2 separate regions of the Rattus norvegicus genome follow, and region 2 is linked to region 1. A link is a contact called in public Hi-C data. All regions are on one chromosome and are shown on one strand. The core of a region is the stretch at or near the end of the contact, and the rest is flanking DNA. Distances in the headings are between cores, read along the strand shown. Region 1 overlaps Iqca1 (IQ motif containing with AAA domain 1). Region 2 holds the start of Cops8 (COP9 signalosome subunit 8).

Region 1 (3,329 bases), core at 731-3,230:
AGGCGGGATATTGATACTTGCCTGTCCTGAAATGGCAGAGAGATCTGAAATTAAGTAGCCTATTTGGATGACAAATGTTGATCCTGGGTGGCATCCACGGTGACACCGTCACACCAAGGAGGTGTGCATTCTCTTGGATGGGGAATAGGAAAGCAGGGGTGTGTTCATCCGGTCCACGGCTCCCCAGTGCTCAGGCCGGTACAGTTCCATTTCAGAGCTGTTCATTCAGCACGGGCCTGCTCATCAATCACGCTGGGAAACAGCTCCTGATTAGCTGGCCACCTCCACATCCGCCACCCCCCACGGCTGGCCTGTCAGTCTCTCACGACTGTATTACCGTGTGCAATTTCAAATTAGTGGCTAGCATCCACACGGCAATTTCAATTTGCTTTTCTGCAGTTAGCTCCACAAAATGAGCATCGCAGCCAGCGCCAACAAAGCAAGCAATTCCCCGGTGGAGACCTATTGTGGCAGCAGGGAAGGCCTGGGCTAGATGAAGTAACAAAGGGTAATGGTGCAGTAAATGCAGGAGCAGGCGCCCTTGTCTCAGTCATTACCTTCGTCTCTGACGTGACTGACCGGCTGCTTATAGCAACACCATGAGGCAGGCACCTGCGAGGGTCTGCCAGGGTAGAGCTGGGGGTGTGGATCCCTGCACCCCCAACACTGGACTTTTCTGAAAATTCTGAGGTGGCTGGGCTGACATGGAGAAACAGGAATGAGCAGCAGGAGGAAGAAGAGGAGGAAGAAGAGGAGGAAGAGGAAGAGGAAGAGGAGGAGGAAGAGGAAGAAGAAGAGGAGGAGGAAGAGGAGGAAGAGGAGGAAGAGGAGGAAGAGGAAGAAGAGGAGGAGGAAGAGGAGGAAGAGGAAGAAGAAGAGGAGGAGGAAGAGGAGGAAGAGGAAGAAGAGGAGGAGGAAGAGGAGGAAGAGGAAGAAGAGGAGGAAGAGGAAGAAGAGGAGGAGGAAGAGGAGGAAGAGGAAGAAGAGGAGGAAGAGGAAGAAGAGGAGGAAGAGGAAGAAGAGGAAGAAGAGGAGGAAGAGGAAGAAGAGGAAGAGGAGGAGGAGGAAGAGGAAGAAGAGGAGGAAGAGGAAGAAGAGGAGGAAGAGGAAGAAGAGGAGGAAGAGGAAGAAGAGGAAGAGGAGGGGAAGGAGGAGGAAGAGGAGGGGGAGAAGGAGAAAGAGGAGGGGAAGGAGGAGGAAGAGGAGGGGGAGAAGGAGGAAGAGGAGGGGAAAGAGGAGGGGGAGGGGGAGGGGGAGGAAGAGGAGGGGGAGGAGGAGGAAGAGGAGGGGAAGGAAGAGGAAGAGGAGGGGGGGGAGGAGGAAGAGGAGGGGAAGAATTCCAGAGCTTTTCATCTGCAGACCTGCATCTGAAGGAAAAGTCCCCTCTGCATTAAGGCTCTTCCAGCCTGTGTGATTTGTGGTCTTTCCTCTGACAGGAAAGGTTCTTCTAACCACGATGTGAACAGAGCAAACATTTAATTTGTCCACAGTAAGGCTGTGCCTCCAGAACCTTCCATGCTCTACAGAACAGAGCCAGCTGTGGGTGGCGGTTGTGGGGTCTGGAGAGGTGGCTCATCTGTACCACTGACTTCTCCATCTCTACCAGCTTCCTGCCTGGCTGCTTCCCCGTGTGAGGCATCTCACTTGCTGCGGCTGCCCACTCGCCTTTGGATCTCTCTTTTATCGTGTTCCTCAGATTTTTTAAAGATTTTTTTTTTTTTTTGGACTTAGGTTGCTGTAGAGCTAAGGGCTCTTGGAAGAGGAAGCCAGACAAATTTCCTGAACTCAGAGGTTCTTCTGGCTGATGACTAAATAAGTAGAGACTGAGAGGGGTCGAGTTTGATGACAAACGCACAGCCAGCTAAGGTGAGTGGCACAGCCGGCCTGCAGCCCAGGCCTCCTGAGTTTCACATCACCCAGGCTGGAGTCCTGTGGGACAGTGAATCGCCTTGTCTGTTAGCAATCCACATTCTGACGACATCATGTGTGAGAACCCTGGCTAAGCCCAGCCCTGGGCTGCTCTTTGGAAGGCAGACTGGGACTTCCCCCCCCAATGTCTCAACATGGTCAGTAGAGGGCGCTAACACTGGCTTCCCAGATGAACTATATGTAACAAACGAGTCTTCCTAAGAGGGTTTGAAATGACAGGGCAATCAGGGCTCATTTGGAGAAGCAAAGATTGAGTTTCAGGCTTTACCCAAATCACCTCTACCTGCTGAAAATGTATAATACATAAGTGATTAAAATCCTTACCGATTTAATCAGAAATCTGCAGCTAACCACTATTTGCTTTGGTACAAATTGGTGTGGAATAACAAGCCTGTGTATCTGTGATTTTTTTTTTTAAACTTGTGGGAAATTTTCTGGTGATTTGTGGGGGGAAGTGTGGGGGAGGGGCCATTGAAAGGAGAGAAACGGAGGAAGGAAGCAATTGAGACGGAGCTCCCCAGAGGCTCTGGACGCAGGGCACTTAGCTGTGTTGTTGATGGCCTTTGTTCGAGAATTTCGGGCCCTTTGCTATTTATTATTCTGAACAATAGGAAGTGGTAATAATAACTCTGTGTGCGCCTCTGGCTGTAACTGAGCAAAGTTCTCTGAATTGTTTCTTTCTTCTGAATCATGTTTGGCTTCCCTCCTTCCCTTTCTCTGGCATTTTTTTCCCCTTCCAAATTATGCCTCATAAAATTCAAGGCGCTGGCTTCTTTCAAACCCTGACAAGCACTTACGGAGAGAGTCTTCTGTGGAGGGACTTAAAGCCCCCGCGTCTCCTTGGAAAACTAAGACTTTCTTCAAAAGTGGAGATGTCCCCTTGTGAGGGGAGCCGTCGGGAATGAAAACTAAGCAGCCAGGAGGACTCACCCGTTTCTCGGCCTGCGGGACTTTCTTGTAGAAGGTTTTCTCTGTGTCCTGGATCCACACCACGGACGGCTGAAGCTGGCGAGCTACCTGCAGAGGACAAGAGCCAGCCTCGAGGTGAACGCTTCTTCCTGAGGGACACTTGTCCTCTTCCCTTGAAGCGTGACTGGCACACCTTGAGGAAGGCAGGCCCTCGATGTCACCTGCCTCATCGAGGCTATCACCCATGCACTTTGCCACTGTAGGCCCGTCCTAATGGACACATTCCTGTATCAGAGCCCAGAGCCCCTGCCTGGCTTGGTTTGTCATAGGCCCCTGGTTCTCGGCTGAAAGCGAATGGGACCCACGCCACGTGCTTTAATCACGGGCCACTCACATTCCCAGGTGCTTGCTATGAGAAGACAGTTTCATCACAGGCTCCCGTGATGCTATTTGTATGTCTCTGTTCACTGGTGCCTTTGTGACTGAGACCC
Region 2 (3,145 bases), core at 382-2,881, 570 kb after region 1:
ATTTGAGCAGAAAAACAAAAAGGTATGGTTTGGGCTTCAAAGAAAAGACATCGGACAGGGAAGAGTCAAGGAGCACTTGCTTATCAGGAGACCAGGAAAGGTCAGGCACACCAGTGGCTCAAGCTAGAGAGACTTCACTCACCTCTAGTGTGTATGTGTGTGTGTGCATGAGACATACACAGGTGGTAACATGGTGCTGGGGTCTACTGAGACTGAGGCAGGTAGAAAGAGAGAAGTGAGAGTTAGGCTTGGAGCTTTTCCAAAACTTCAAGGCCAGCCTGCGCAACTTAGTAAGACTTTGTCTTCAGTAAGTAAAAGGAGACCTGGAGGTACAGCTCAGTGTTAAAACTATGCACAAAGCCTGTGTTCCAATCTCCAGTTCTGCCCAAGAAGACAGCAAAGGGGCAGTTGTTGGTATCCGTACCATTGGTTGGTATCCGCTTCCCATGTCTGAGGAATGGTCAGGGTATGGGCTAGGTGTTTTTACCTCTCATGCCCGGAACTGAAATTCAGGCACCCAGATATGCAAAGTAGCAAGGAAACCTTATGCAAAAGCAAAGCCATACTACAGATTAGAAAGAAATACGTTGTCATGAGTGACAGTTGGCCACTTGAGCTAGCATACTAGAGTCCCAATTACTGTTCGGGGCTTTTATGGAGTTCAAGAAGGAGTCTGATTGCTAAGAGGCATTGCACTCTGTTATGATTGCAAGATTTTAGCTATGTTACCTCCCTTTTTCCATTGTATATATCTCTTCCCATAATGTATTTGATTTTAATCAAATGCATTCCCAAGCATGCACAATCAAGACGGTAAATAGGAGTTTCTCCTAGCAAATTCACTTAGAAGACATGATTTACCTTCCTGGGCAGTCACCTAAAACCAATTCAGGTTAGATCAGACCTCCTGCCCTCATACTGTACATAACTGAAGTATCAGTGAATAGAATCTGTTTGAAGGTCAGTAGAGAGAGGAGAAACTTATCCCATTACTTGGAGAGGATGTGCCTGCAAGCTCCACACAGGTTGTGGACAGGGGTCCTGGTTTTCTGACAGTTGCTAGGTGAATTTTCGGAAAAGGAGGTGTGTGTGTGTGTTAGTTGTTCGGAAAAGGAGGTGTGTGTGTGTGTGTGTGTGTGTGTGTGTGTGTGTGTGTGTGTGTGTGTGTGTGTGAATAGTAGGTGTAGGTGAGATCCTCAGGCTGCCAAGTGCATTGTTAGAAAAGGGATGTGTGTATAGCACAAGCCAAGAAGAGTTTCGGGTTTAGAGTTTCCTCTTTAACACCTTAGCTTAGAAGTACAGTTCAGCGTTCTCAAAACACGTGGAGGTCCAATGGTTTTACTTTTCTCCCACGGCGACTGTGGCTGTGAAAGATGCAGTCCCACTATCACTTCCTTCCTTGGGCGGAGAATCCAAGCCGCAGCCAAGCCCCTCCCAGTGACAGTGGCCTGTCTTAGAAAGCCGGTTCCTCCAAGTCTGGAGCAGGTCCTCCAGAGCACCGAGGTGGCGGGGCAGAGCGCTCGCTGCCCTGCTTCTCAGCCACGGCGTCGCTTAGGAAATGACGACACATTTGCGCATGCGTACGGAGAGCCAGCTTCTTACGTCATCGAGGGCGCGACGCCCCGAGGGCCAGCTTGTGCTTTGGTCAGGCGGGGTGGCGGCGGCGAGAGCGGCCGGGAAGATGCCAGTGGCGGTGATGGCGGACAACGCCTTCAGTTTCAGAAAGCTGTTGGATCAGTGCGAGAACCAGGAGCTTGAGGTAGTGCGGCAAAGTGCGGCGGTCGGGTGGGCGCCCGTTTCCAGGGTAACGGGCCAGGCCGCGGCCTGCTAGGAGCACAGTCCGGGTTCATCAAGCCCCAGTTTCTGGCTATAATCAGGAGACACTTCCATTTATAATGTTAAGATAAAAAGTTCACTAAATAAGCTGGGTGCAGTGTCACAGGAATCCCGTGGGCACACGTGAGGCGGAGGCAGGAGGATTGCTGGTAAATTCGATGCCTGCTTGGGCTACGAAAAATCAAAACAAAAAATAAAAGGGAGAGCAGGGGGCTCACCGACTGAAGGGGACAGCAGCAGCTTGTCGATGAGCATTTAGCAGACCGCAGACCATGTTGAACGAATAAAGATTGAGCAGAGACCTCCATAACTACCCGTTGGTAGTCTTCTGTTTTAATCTTACTTAACCTTTTAAAATAACGGGCAGAGAAATAGTGCATTAAGAACCTGTTGGAAGTATTTCTTACTTTTTTTTAAATTTGAGACTAATTAGTTCAATAACGGGGTGGTTCAGAAATCTTGTGCATGTAATGATGGTTTTATGAGGCTTGCCGTGCTGGTGTGGACTGGCCTGTTCCCAGCTGGACAGTTAGGTGCTGGAGGCGGCTGAGGGGCTGAGGAATTTCAGCAGGTGATGGCATTACATATTTGTGAATATGGAAAGAAACTGATAGCTCACTGGGGATCAATAACAGCTCACAACATCTAAGCTCAGATTTTCATCTGTGGTACTTCCCTCAGCATTTGTCTGCATCTGTAGTACTAGAAAACTTACTTTTTAAGTTTTAATTTTCTTTTTTCTGAACGTTTTTGGGAAATAAGGTGCCCACCCCCCCCCCCTTTGTTTATGTAGGCTCCTGGAGGAATCGCCACGCCGCCAGTGTATGGTCAGCTTCTCGCTTTGTATTTGCTGCAGAACGACATGTAAGTAGTGCCTTTTGCACTGATAATGCAGTAACAGATAGGTTACCTTTACCATAATATGTTGTATCTGTTTCTTGTTCAGTCACATGAATAATTAAGCTAGATTTTTCTTTGTTGTTGTTGTGTGTGTTTTATATACCCCTAAAAAACATGGTAAGTTTTTTTGAGAATCTAGCATCACGAACCAATGGAACATAAAAACAATGGTGTTTATTTTTTAACTTATGTTTACTCAGAGACTGTGTGGTGGTCGTGCATGTCTTTAATTCCCCACACTTGGGAGCCCGAGGCAGGCTGCTCTCTGAGTTGGAGGTCGGTCTGGTCTGCAGATCCAGCTCTAGTACAGCCAGGACTACGTAGAGAAATCCTGCCTCAAAAAATCAAATAAGCAAAGCAAAGCAAATTTGTACTCAGTAGAAGCGAAGAAGCTGGAGCTGGCAGGGAA

The links. A called contact is a pair of places that touch in the nucleus more often than the background predicts.
Region 2: a Hi-C map of Schwann cells shows a contact between it and region 1, with 4 times the contacts expected there. The contact joins the promoter of Cops8 here to the enhancer-like site in region 1. A contact is called at or near these places in 10 of 12 Hi-C or Micro-C datasets (the A7r5 cell line, the Rat2 cell line, Schwann cells and 6 more) and 1 of 1 datasets of contacts at active chromatin or transcription factors (oligodendrocytes).

What each region holds. Positions count from the first base shown.
Region 1 is chr9:98,083,866-98,087,194 of GRCr8, forward strand. Iqca1 (IQ motif containing with AAA domain 1) reads right to left here. Exons shown (of 19, transcript XM_017596905.3): 16 at 2,860-2,946. It overlaps LOC102554789 (a long non-coding RNA gene), which reads left to right. Exons shown (of 7, transcript XR_010054860.1): 6 at 1,732-1,866. Among named protein-coding and RNA genes, the nearest start is that of Asb18, 42 kb to the left of the region's middle. Within about 2 kb of position 1,981, at least 6 of the 93 cell types and tissues checked have an H3K27ac peak or open chromatin away from gene starts, as enhancers often do. A contact at or near this core is called in Schwann cells, where this site is marked.
Region 2 is chr9:98,653,400-98,656,544 of GRCr8, forward strand. It overlaps Cops8 (COP9 signalosome subunit 8), which reads left to right and starts at 1,632. Exons shown (of 8, transcript NM_001013227.2): 1 at 1,632-1,759; 2 at 2,630-2,700. The coding sequence starts at 1,682.